2 separate regions of the Tursiops truncatus genome follow, and region 2 is linked to region 1. Evidence: chromatin contacts called from public Hi-C data. All regions are on one chromosome and are shown on one strand. Each heading gives the region's core, a stretch centred on a gene start, on an enhancer-like site or on the middle of the called end of the contact. The rest is flanking DNA. Distances are from core to core; before and after follow the strand shown.

Region 1 (5,087 bases), core at 1,164-3,663:
TACACAGAGCAATTTTTTAAGGGTGGTGAAGCCACAGGATACAAAAACAAAATCAATGACAGAAATTGGAACAAAGTATACTGTACATAAAGGTATTTGAATCTTCGATTTTGAGTTGAAAATGAGAAAATGGGGAGGTCCCGGGTTATCCCACAGTGTTGCTTGGACCTGCAGAGATCGTGTCAGCCTCTGAGAGCCTTTGAGCTGTCAGCAGTCACTTTCTAAGAGTCCTGGGGGTGGTGGTGGTGGTGGACAGTGAGGCTTATCAAAATTATAAAGGGTTCTGAAAATCATATAAATATTAGTACAATTATACTGTCTTTGTATAAAAAAGCATCAAGGGTTCAGGGTATACATTGACTAGATTTATCAATATAATAGAAGATAGCTAGGATTTTTTAAGGATTTACCTTTTATTTTTACTGTATACAGAGGGATCAAACATTTAACTTGTCATATTGCCTCAACTTAATTCCATATAAGCTCACAAAGGCAAGAAGTTTACTTTAAACACAGTATATTAGTCATGAATTTGTGTTTGGCAAAAACAAAACAAAAGCCGTTTTGTTGTATGTAATATTGTATATTCCTGTGAGTCAGTACCAAAGTATTTTTCTTACTAAAATGTATTCATATTTAAAAAAATTATCACTTACGAAGGGAAAAACATCCTTCTGTTGTGAATTGGTTTTAAAGATAACATTTGAGATAAAATTTGGGCTTCTTTTCCTCACTTCCACTCCCTTCCTTCTTCCTGTCATCGTTATCTTTACTTGAGATTTACTTGCTGCCCTGTGCCAGGGGTAGCAGGTGTCTGGCTCATGGATTGCTCAGCTGATTAAATCATTTGCTTGTCTTTTGAGGGGTGAGGAAAGGACAAAAATGTTAGTGATTTTTGGCTGTTGTTGTCCAAGCGCAACACTGCAGCAATATCCCATAAGGCCAGAAGATGGTGCTATTGTCTATAAAAGTAGACCCGCTGTTTTACTACATTGTTCAAACTAGTATTTTAAGGACTTCTCTGGCGGTCCTGTGGTTAAGACTCCGTTCTTCCACTGCAGGGGGCTCGGGTTCTATCCCTGGTCGGGGCACTAAGATGCCAAAAAAAGTCAGTATTTTAAAGCCGTTTGTATTTTCAAAATTCACACAGGGCCTAAGCAAACTAGAAAAATTTAGTAATTGTTTCTATGTTTTTAATCAAGAGGTTTTGTATATCTATATCTATCTATTCTATCTATATCATATAAGGCATTAGACCTTTTCTCGTCAGGTATGTGGCACACATATGCATTTTCACAAATTGGATTATGAACACATAATTAAGTGATGTTACTTTAAAGGGTTTTTTTGTATCTCTTGTAATGAAATTATAATAGGGTGCCTAGGGAGAAACTTTTTCCTCCCGTCTTTCAATTTCTTACTCTTATATCCTTCTGCTTTCCTCTCTTCTCCCCGCTCCTGCTGTATGTACTGTGGTGTCTTAGGCATTACAATGACCGTTGTAATTTCTATGGCAAGATGCAGTTGTTGAGAGTGCAATATTAATACTGCACATAAAACTGCCTTAGAAGGTTTATTGGTACTTAGTATAGATCCATTTCTTACTTGGTTGATGCTTTCAACTCTAAGGTTCTCATACTGGACTAGTCTCAGAGTGGAATGTTACCAGTTAAACTTATTTGCCAATGAGCGATTTTTTTATCTAAGAATTATGTGTTTTATTGTGCACTTAATGAGTTCAGCGAGGCCCAGGCCTAGGAGGACTTCTTTTATTCTATGGCTGAATGCCCCAGTTCAGTTTTGCCCCTGTCCTATCGGTTCTATGAGGTATGAATAGACTGGGTTAACTGGGCTACGAGGCGTGTGGTCACTGGGAACATCATCTTGGTGAAGAGTTGTACAAACGTCACAAGCGAATCCGAGGGAACGTCTGCAGATTGTTTGCAACAAGCTTGTACCCCAGGCCCTGATCTGTGCGCTTGGGAGAAGCCAGTGAGCAAAACCCGAAAAGACCCTGTCCTCATGGGGCTTAGGATGGAGTTGGGAGTGGAGAGGGAAGTTATCCAAGCGAACGGTCCGGTGCGTTGATGGCGACAGTATTCGACGGAGCAGGGCAGGGCACGGGGACGCGGGGGGCGAGGCCAGGGGACTACGAAGTCGGCCAGTGCGCGGAGACTGGACCTGGGCGCGGGTGTTCGCGCGGGTGTGGGTGCACGTGCGGGGCGGGGTGGGGCGGACCCCCCCGGGGGCGGGGCCAACCCGGGGGCGGGGCTCGGTGTGCCAGGAGAACCCGGGACAGAGGCGGGACTCAGAGGGCGGGGAGGACCCAGGCAGACCATGGAGGCGGGGTTCTAAGTGGGGGCGGGGTTCTGGGCGGGGCGCGCCCCTGGGGCGGGGCTCGGAGGGCGGGTCCGCGGACGCCATTGCGCTGCTACCGGCTAGCTGCGGTCTTGTAGGGTACGCAGCATCGCGCCTCGTTCCTGACCCTCCCCTGTCCGGTTCTCCGGCCCGGCCTAAAGCCCGTACCCGGCCTGGTCTCCGCCCCGTCCACCCCCGTCCCCGCGGCGGCGCGCGCGGCCCGCTGGGCGGGGTTCCGGGGATGAGGCGGCGGCGGCGGTGCGCGGAGAATATGCTCGGCAGCTGAGGAGACGCGGCGCCCGGAGCGCGGCGCGACCCACGGGATGGCTCAGCCGGCCGGCCCGGAGGGCGGCGAGGGGCCTCCGGACCCCGGGGCGGCCGCGGGCCCGCAGCACGCGCTGAGCCTGGAGGAAATCCTGCGGCTCTACAATCAGCCCATCAACGAGGAGCAGGCGTGGGCTGTGTGCTACCAGTGCTGCGGCTCCCTGCGCGCCGCGGACGCCGGCCGCCGCCAGCCCCGCCGCCGGGTGCGCTCGGCCGCGCAGATCCGCGTGTGGAGGGACGGCGCCGTCACCCTGGCGCCCGCCGCCGGCGACGCGGGAGAGCCGGACGCCGCCGCGGGTGAGCCGCCCCCCGAGACCCCCTTCTCCCACAGAAGGACCCCGCCGCGGGCCCTTCCCCCAACCCCCGCGACCCCTAGCCCCGTGCCCTTCCGCCCCATGGCCCCCATCTCCCACGGCCCACGGAGGACCCCCACCCCGGCTCCAGGAGGACCTGGCCCCCCAGGCCCCGGCCCTTCCGCCCCAGCGCCGCTCCCTCTCCGTCCAGTCTCCTACTGGAGGACCCTCGCCAAGGCCCCGGGCTCTTCCGCCCTGCGGCCCCCCACCCCTCACGGGAGGCCAGGGAAGCGGGCAGGGCCTGCGGCCGAGCGCGGCCCGCTTAGGTCTGAGCATGGGCAGGAGCGTGGGCGGGCGGCTGCGCCGGGAGTGGGGCGGGGGTCCGAGTGTCAGTGCGCGGCCTGTCGGGGCACCGAGGCTCCGGAGAAGGGGAGTGGGGTCGGTCCCCGGACGCGGGAGGCCGGCTCTGCGCGCTCGTGCTGCTCGCGGCCGAGCCCGGGTGGGATGTGTTCGGCGCTGCAGGCGTTCGCCAAGACCTGGTCGGGGACGGGGGGGGGGTGTGATGCGCTGGTAGGAGGGCTGCGCTTTCGCAAGGAGCTGTCAGCCGATGGTACTTTTCAAAGACTGGCAACGATATTCCCTCGGTTGGGAATGTAAAAAAATCTGAGCCCTGAGGAGAATGCTGCTATTTTGGGAGAAATGAAGAGGCTGAATTAACATAAAGATAAACAGTACGATTTCCCTGTACATTAATATTTGTTGTGACGAAAAACAAGCTTGTAAAGTAAAAAGTTGACAGGATGTCAGATAAATGGATTTTACTTAGGTCATTATCTAATGTAAATTCTTCAAGATTATCACCTTCCCATCAACATATAGCTACGGCTTACCCAGATATCTATTGATGATGAAGAGAAGATTGATAATAGGTTTCTCCAATCAGTTTTTATCTAATTCATCATTTTGAGAGACAGATCTATTAAAAGCATTAAAAAAAGAAAATCCACCCTTACTTAAAAAGTTGGTGAAAGTGTCAAAATGCTTAAGGTGAAAGATGTACTTCAGAATTAGTAAAGTGACTTATTAAATTGATTAAAATAGAGAACAGTCAAGAGTATGTTATCAATTCTTTCAGTTCCAACAGAACATTTATTATTTATTTTCGGTGTCAGGTAAACAGACTTTTAGAATTTTAATTTATTTAAAGCCAGTCTTTTTACGATTCTTTTGAAATTATTTCAAACAGGTCTTTTAGTTCATTTGATGTGTCTATTGCTTTTAAACTTGGACAATATTAGTGGGAAATACTTGCAATTATAATTTATTTACAGTGTATTAATATGATATGAAAAGATACTTTCATAAAATACAGCAAAGTCATGCCTTGAGATCCAGTGTTTCAAGGGGAAAAATGGTTATATGCAACCTCCTTTTAGAAGTAGCATTGGTAGTGGTGATTTCCAGAAGGAACAAACTGGATTTACATTGTCCTTGAACTTAATCCCAGAGTTCAAGTTATGTTTGTGGACCTACTAGTAGTTTAGTTGTCAAAGACTAATGGATTCTGGTGGTATTTTTTAAAAAAATCATAACCTTATGTTGAAGTGAATTACTTTTTGCATCAGTCATATGAATGATAACATGTTGACTTCAATGTAATACATTCTCTCTTTCTGGAGAGAATGGCAGAGTTGTTTCCTGCAGCAGCAGTAATGGACTTGTGATCCATGCTCTTCCTACTTAGTTCTGCTTGTGACCTTTGCTGCCACTTGTGGAGAGAGCCCAAAGTTGCCGATATGGTCTTGAGCATTTTGGGGCTGATTGATTAAAAATTTGGGAAGTTCATACTAAAATAGTGTTTATATTAGATAATTTATTTCTTCTTAGTATTAAGAGTTGTTGTGTGGCTATGGAAGGCACAACGTCTTCTGAACATTTACCCTGATTCTTAAAAACTCTGTATAACTTGGTACTTTGCACACTTGTATAAATTCTATTTTTAAGGAAAAATGGTAATCTTGAACCTCCATTCTAAGAAGCACTTTGTTTTTCATTGTAAGATGTTTAACATGATTGTATGGTGGCAGTTGACAGCATTTGTATTTTCACGTG
Region 2 (5,087 bases), core at 1,512-4,011, 270 kb after region 1:
TAGTATGTCTGAATAACCTGAACAGTTCTCATTCATCACTTGATGTTACTCCATGGAGAAAGAAATACCAGTAAGAGGAACCATCAGAACACTATCACATGCATCACAAAGTCACATAACTTTTTAAGTCACAAGATGGCAAAGAAATCGATTCTGCTTTGAACCAAAGTTTATGGCATATCATTAATAGAAATGAGTGGAAATGGCTATGAAAGTAAAAGTTGAGGTGAATCATCTGAGCTGACTTGACTTGTTGAATCCAACACAACCTTTATCTTAAATCTCCTTGCTAACAAATTTAGTTATAATTTTTTATACTACTACTTAGCAAGTTAATAAAGACATGGGACCCATGAGAAGCTAATCTCATTTAATGGGGGGCACAGAATGGCATGCAGTTTCCATACAGTTCTGCCAATATTCCCTAGTATCAATCTACACCTTCTTTGCTAATCAGCACCAGCTTATTTCAAAAGACCTCATGGTAACGAAAAATGCCAAACTCCCTTGACCTTAAAAGAAAATTAAGCCCAGGGTCCATCCCCCCATTCCCCTTCTGGGGTATAAGGTTAGTGTAAACCCACAGTGTAACAGTGTATTGCTTTATGGAGGGGGTGTGGTTGGGAGGGAGATACCATGGTGAGGAATGAATCAATTAAAGTCACACAAGTATAGGAAGCAGTGAGATAGTAATACACAAAATGGATAACTGCAGTCATTTTCGTAGAGGACTCGACTCGTGGAAGAAGAACTTTGATTGGTGCTGCAAGAACACCTGTATGAAGTAGAAACTGGTTTCAATAACATTAGTAGAGAATATGTTCTAGAAAGTGGAGGTAACTGGATGCAAAATCCTGGTAGCAATTTAATAGAACAGTCCCAGATGGCTAGGCTGAGGCCAACACCTAATGAGGACGAAAGCCTTGTCTGTGGGGAATTTTGGATGATACCTGGAGAAATACTACACTGTGCATAAACCAAACTGAGTTGTTTTCACAAGTGTTGTAAAGTTTCATATAGTAAAAGGTTTTTTCTACATGCACTTCAATTTCACAGCAAGAGTGGCATAGGATACCTAAACACAGAAGAGAGCATTCATGCAAGATATCTAACTCCTTGATATAATAATGCATGCAATTCAAAATGATTACACTACCATTACATCTAGGGCTTTCTGCAACTACAAGGTGGTGGTTATGGAAAGCATGGCCCTTGGTATCAATATCTAAAAAGCAGCCACCACCTTCTTCTATGTGTGTTCTCTTTTTGCGTTTTTTCTTCATTTTTCTTAATCAACTCTGCTGTTGTTGCTGCTTCTCAGCAAAACTGGTAAAAACAAAATTGTAATCACTGAACATAGCGCTCTGGCAATCAAGACGTTTAAAACCTTCAATACTCTGGGGCGGAGAAAGCACTGTGAGACATTTAGAACTCTGATTTACAAACAGGGTAGTCACAAATTTTCCTGGCTTGAAGACTTCCACAACTTTCCTGATCTGGTCATCATAGGAGGTCTGACTTAAGTTTGTTTCAAAGCTAACATAAGAAAATTCTGGTTCTGAGTGATGTGAATAGTCCAATAAGTTCCATCCAATTTCATTCCATTCACTGAATACCCACAAGGATTGAACAGTGTGGCATCAATGACAGAACCTGGTATCAGGTCACGAATTCCACTCTCACGAGTGACATCCTTTGCAGTAACACCATCTTTCATGTAGAACTGGTCCGTAACTGCTGGGTCAAGCTCACTCAACAGAATTTCCAGGGTTTGATCCGGCTGATTGATTACCCGACTCTCTGGGAAATCCAAAGTACAAAAGCACCAACAATCAGAATTCATGCGTCCCATACAATATGTTGCTCCATTTGGGAAAATTGCATTAAGAAACTCTATTTCTTCCTGGAAATTCCGGTGTGGGTACCCTTGGTGAGAAGGCTTCATGAAATTCTTATGAGAATAAAAGAAGCTTTGAATTGAGTCAAACCCACTGTAATTCCTAGCAAGTTTCAACAGGGGAACCAGTGCTTTCAGCAAGAGGGTGGTACCACATGTCTTCAAAATGAAACGTCTCTTGGAGACAAACATGCTACTCTGAGTACATAAGCTTCCTGCTTGTCAGTTTTTGTCACACTTATGATTGAACACAGCACATCCTTCAAAAGTATGTCCCACTCGGATCTTGGGATGGTGCAAAGATCCCCAGATCCTTGGTTTGCGTTGGGTTGCTGCCTGGAGAACTAAACCTCCAGCAGCTTCTCAGTCCCTTCGAAAAAATGTGCAGCTTCCATCACCGTGAGACTAGCAAACAACCAACAACCACAGAAAATCAACTAAATTAAATCTCTTCTCCTGCTGCTGCCGCCGCCACTGAGGATTATTCCAGCTGTGTTACTAAAGTTCAGGTTCCTTTTTTGCTATAATTTTATATTAACTTTTTTAAAAAAGCGTTAATAAAATTTTCCCGGCTTTTTTTGGTGTGTGTGTGAGCAAAAGTTGAAACAGAGGCAGATACAGAGGAAACAGAGGCAGATACAGCTCAGTCTCTTGTAGTCCGCTGTTCCCCCGTTAGAGAGAGTAGAGCGAGCGCTAGCTAATGTCGCCGGCCATACTGTGGGAGCGATCATGTGATTTTAAAAAATTCATTCTATTAACGTGATGTATTACATTGATTTTATTATGTTGAACCAACCTGACATTCTGAGGTAAATCCCACTTGGTCATGGTGTATAATCCTTCAAATATGATGTTGGCTTTGGTTTGCTAGTATTTTGTTGAGGATTTTTTTTTTTTTTTGCGGTACGCAGGCCTCTCACTGTTGTGGCCTCTCCCGTTGCGGAGCACAGGCTCCGGACGCGCAGGCTCAGCGGCCATGGCTCACGGGCCCAGCCGCTCCGCGGCATGTGGGATCTTCCCAGACCGGGGCACGAACCCGCGTCCCCTGCACCGGCAGGCAGACTCTCAACCACTGCGCCACCAGGGAAGCCCTTGTTGAGGACTTTTGCATGTATATTCATAAGGGATACTGCATTATCTCCAAATACAGTCACATTGGAAGTTGGGGTTTCAAATATGAATGTTGGGGTCAATCTACAGATTTAATGTGATCCCTATCAAATCACCCATGACGTTTTTCACAGAACAAATAATCCTAAAATTTATATGGAACCATAAAAGACCCAGAATTGCTAAAGCAATCCTGAAGAAAAAGAACAAAGCGGGAGGCATAACCCTCCCAGACTTCAGAAAATACTACAAAGCTACAGTAATCGAAACAGAGTGGTACTGGCACAAAAACAGATACATGGATCAATGGAACAGAATAGAGAGCCCAGAAATAAACCCACACACCTACAATCAATTAATATTCAAAAAAGGAGGCAAGAATATAAAAAGGGGAAAAAGACAGTCTCTTCAGCAAGTGGTGCTGGGAAATTTGGACAGCTGCATATAAATCAATGAAGTTAGAACACACCCTCACACCATGCACAAAAATAAACTCAAAACGGCTTAAAGACTTAAACATAAGATATAACACCATGAAACTCCTAGAAAAGATCATAGGCAAAACATTCTCTGACATAAATTGTACCAATATTTTCTTAGGTAAGTCTCCCAAGACAATAGAAATAAAAACAAAAATAAACAAATGGGACCTAATCAACCTTACAAGCTTCTGCACAGCAAAGGAAAACATAAACAAAATGAAAAGACAACCTACAAAATGGGAGAAAATATTTGCAAACGATGCAACCGACAAAGGATTGATTTCCAAAACATACAAACAGCTCATACAATTCAACAACAATAAAAAACAAACAACTCAATCGATAAAAGGGCAGAAGACGTAAATAGACATTTCTGCAAAGAAGACATACAGATGGCCAATAGGCACATGAAAAGATGCTCAACATCACTAATCATTAGAGAAATGCAAATCAAAACCATAATGAGGTACCATCTCACACCAGTCAGAATGGCCATCATTAAAAAGTCTACAAACAGGGCTTCCCTGGTGGCTCAGTGGTTAAGAATCCACCTGCCAGTGCAGGGGACACAGGTTCGAGCCCTGGTCTGGGAAGATCCCACATGCCACAGAGCAACTAAGCCCGTGAACCACAACTACTGAGCCTGCACTCTAGAGCCCGCAAGCCACAACTAGTGAGTCCGTGTGCCACAACTACTGAAGCCCGCGTGCCTAGAGCCCGTGCTCCGCAACAAGAGAAGCCACCACAATGAGAAGCCCGCACACCGCAACAAAAAGTAGCCCCTGCTCGCCACAACTAGAGAAAGCCCGCGCGCAGCAACAAAGACACAGCCAAAAAATAAAAATAAATTTATTTAAAAAAAGAGAAAAGGTCTACAAACAATAAATGCTGGAGAGGGTGGGGAGAAAAGGGGACTCTCTTACACTGCTGGTGGTAACGTAAATTGGTGCAGCCACTATGGAAAACAGTAGGGAGGTTCCTCAAAAAAACTAAAAATAGAGTTGCCATATGATCCAGCAATTCCACTCCTGGGCACATACTCATTCAAAACTATAATTCTAAAAGATACATGCAGGGACTTCTCTGGTGGTCCAGTGGTTAAGAATCAGCACTTCCATTGCAGGGGCACAGGTTCAATCCCTGGTTGGGGAACTAAGATCCTGCATGCCACATGGCACAGCCAAAAAAAAAAAATTAAATTAAAATTAAAGATACATGCACCCCTATGTTCATAGCAGCGCTATTTACAATAGTCAAGACATGGAAACATAGAGAAATACAAATCCACAATGAGGTATCACCTCACATCAGTCAGAATGGCCATCATCAAAAAATATACAAACAATAAATGCTGGAGAGGGTGTGGAGAAAAGGGAACCCTCCTGCACTGCTGGTGGGAATGTAAACTGATACAGTCACTATGGAGAACAGTACGGAGTTTCCTTAAAAAACTAAAAATAGAACTACCATATGACCCAGCAATCCCACTACTGGGCATATACCCTAAAAAAACCATAATTCAAAAAGATACAGGTACTGCAATGTACATTGCAGCACTATATACAATAGCCAGGCCATGGAACCAACCTAAATGTCCA

The links. Hi-C and Micro-C count contacts between places; a contact is called where the count stands out from the background.
Region 2: a Hi-C map of spleen shows a contact between it and region 1, with 12 times the contacts expected there. The contact joins the promoter of LOC117307680 here to the promoter of SPIRE1 in region 1. A contact is called at or near these places in 2 of 2 Hi-C or Micro-C datasets (blood and spleen).

What each region holds. Positions count from the first base shown.
Region 1 is chr13:27,914,995-27,920,081 of mTurTru1.mat.Y, forward strand. It overlaps SPIRE1 (spire type actin nucleation factor 1), which reads left to right and starts at 2,414. Exons shown (of 17, transcript XM_073790478.1): 1 at 2,414-2,979. The coding sequence starts at 2,682.
Region 2 is chr13:28,182,051-28,187,137 of mTurTru1.mat.Y, forward strand. It overlaps LOC117307680 (S-adenosylmethionine decarboxylase proenzyme-like), which reads right to left and starts at 2,762. Exons shown (of 2, transcript XM_073790477.1): 1 at 1,564-2,762; 2 at 343-1,561. The coding sequence starts at 2,089. The coding sequence ends at 1,293. It also overlaps a transcript of PRELID3A not described here.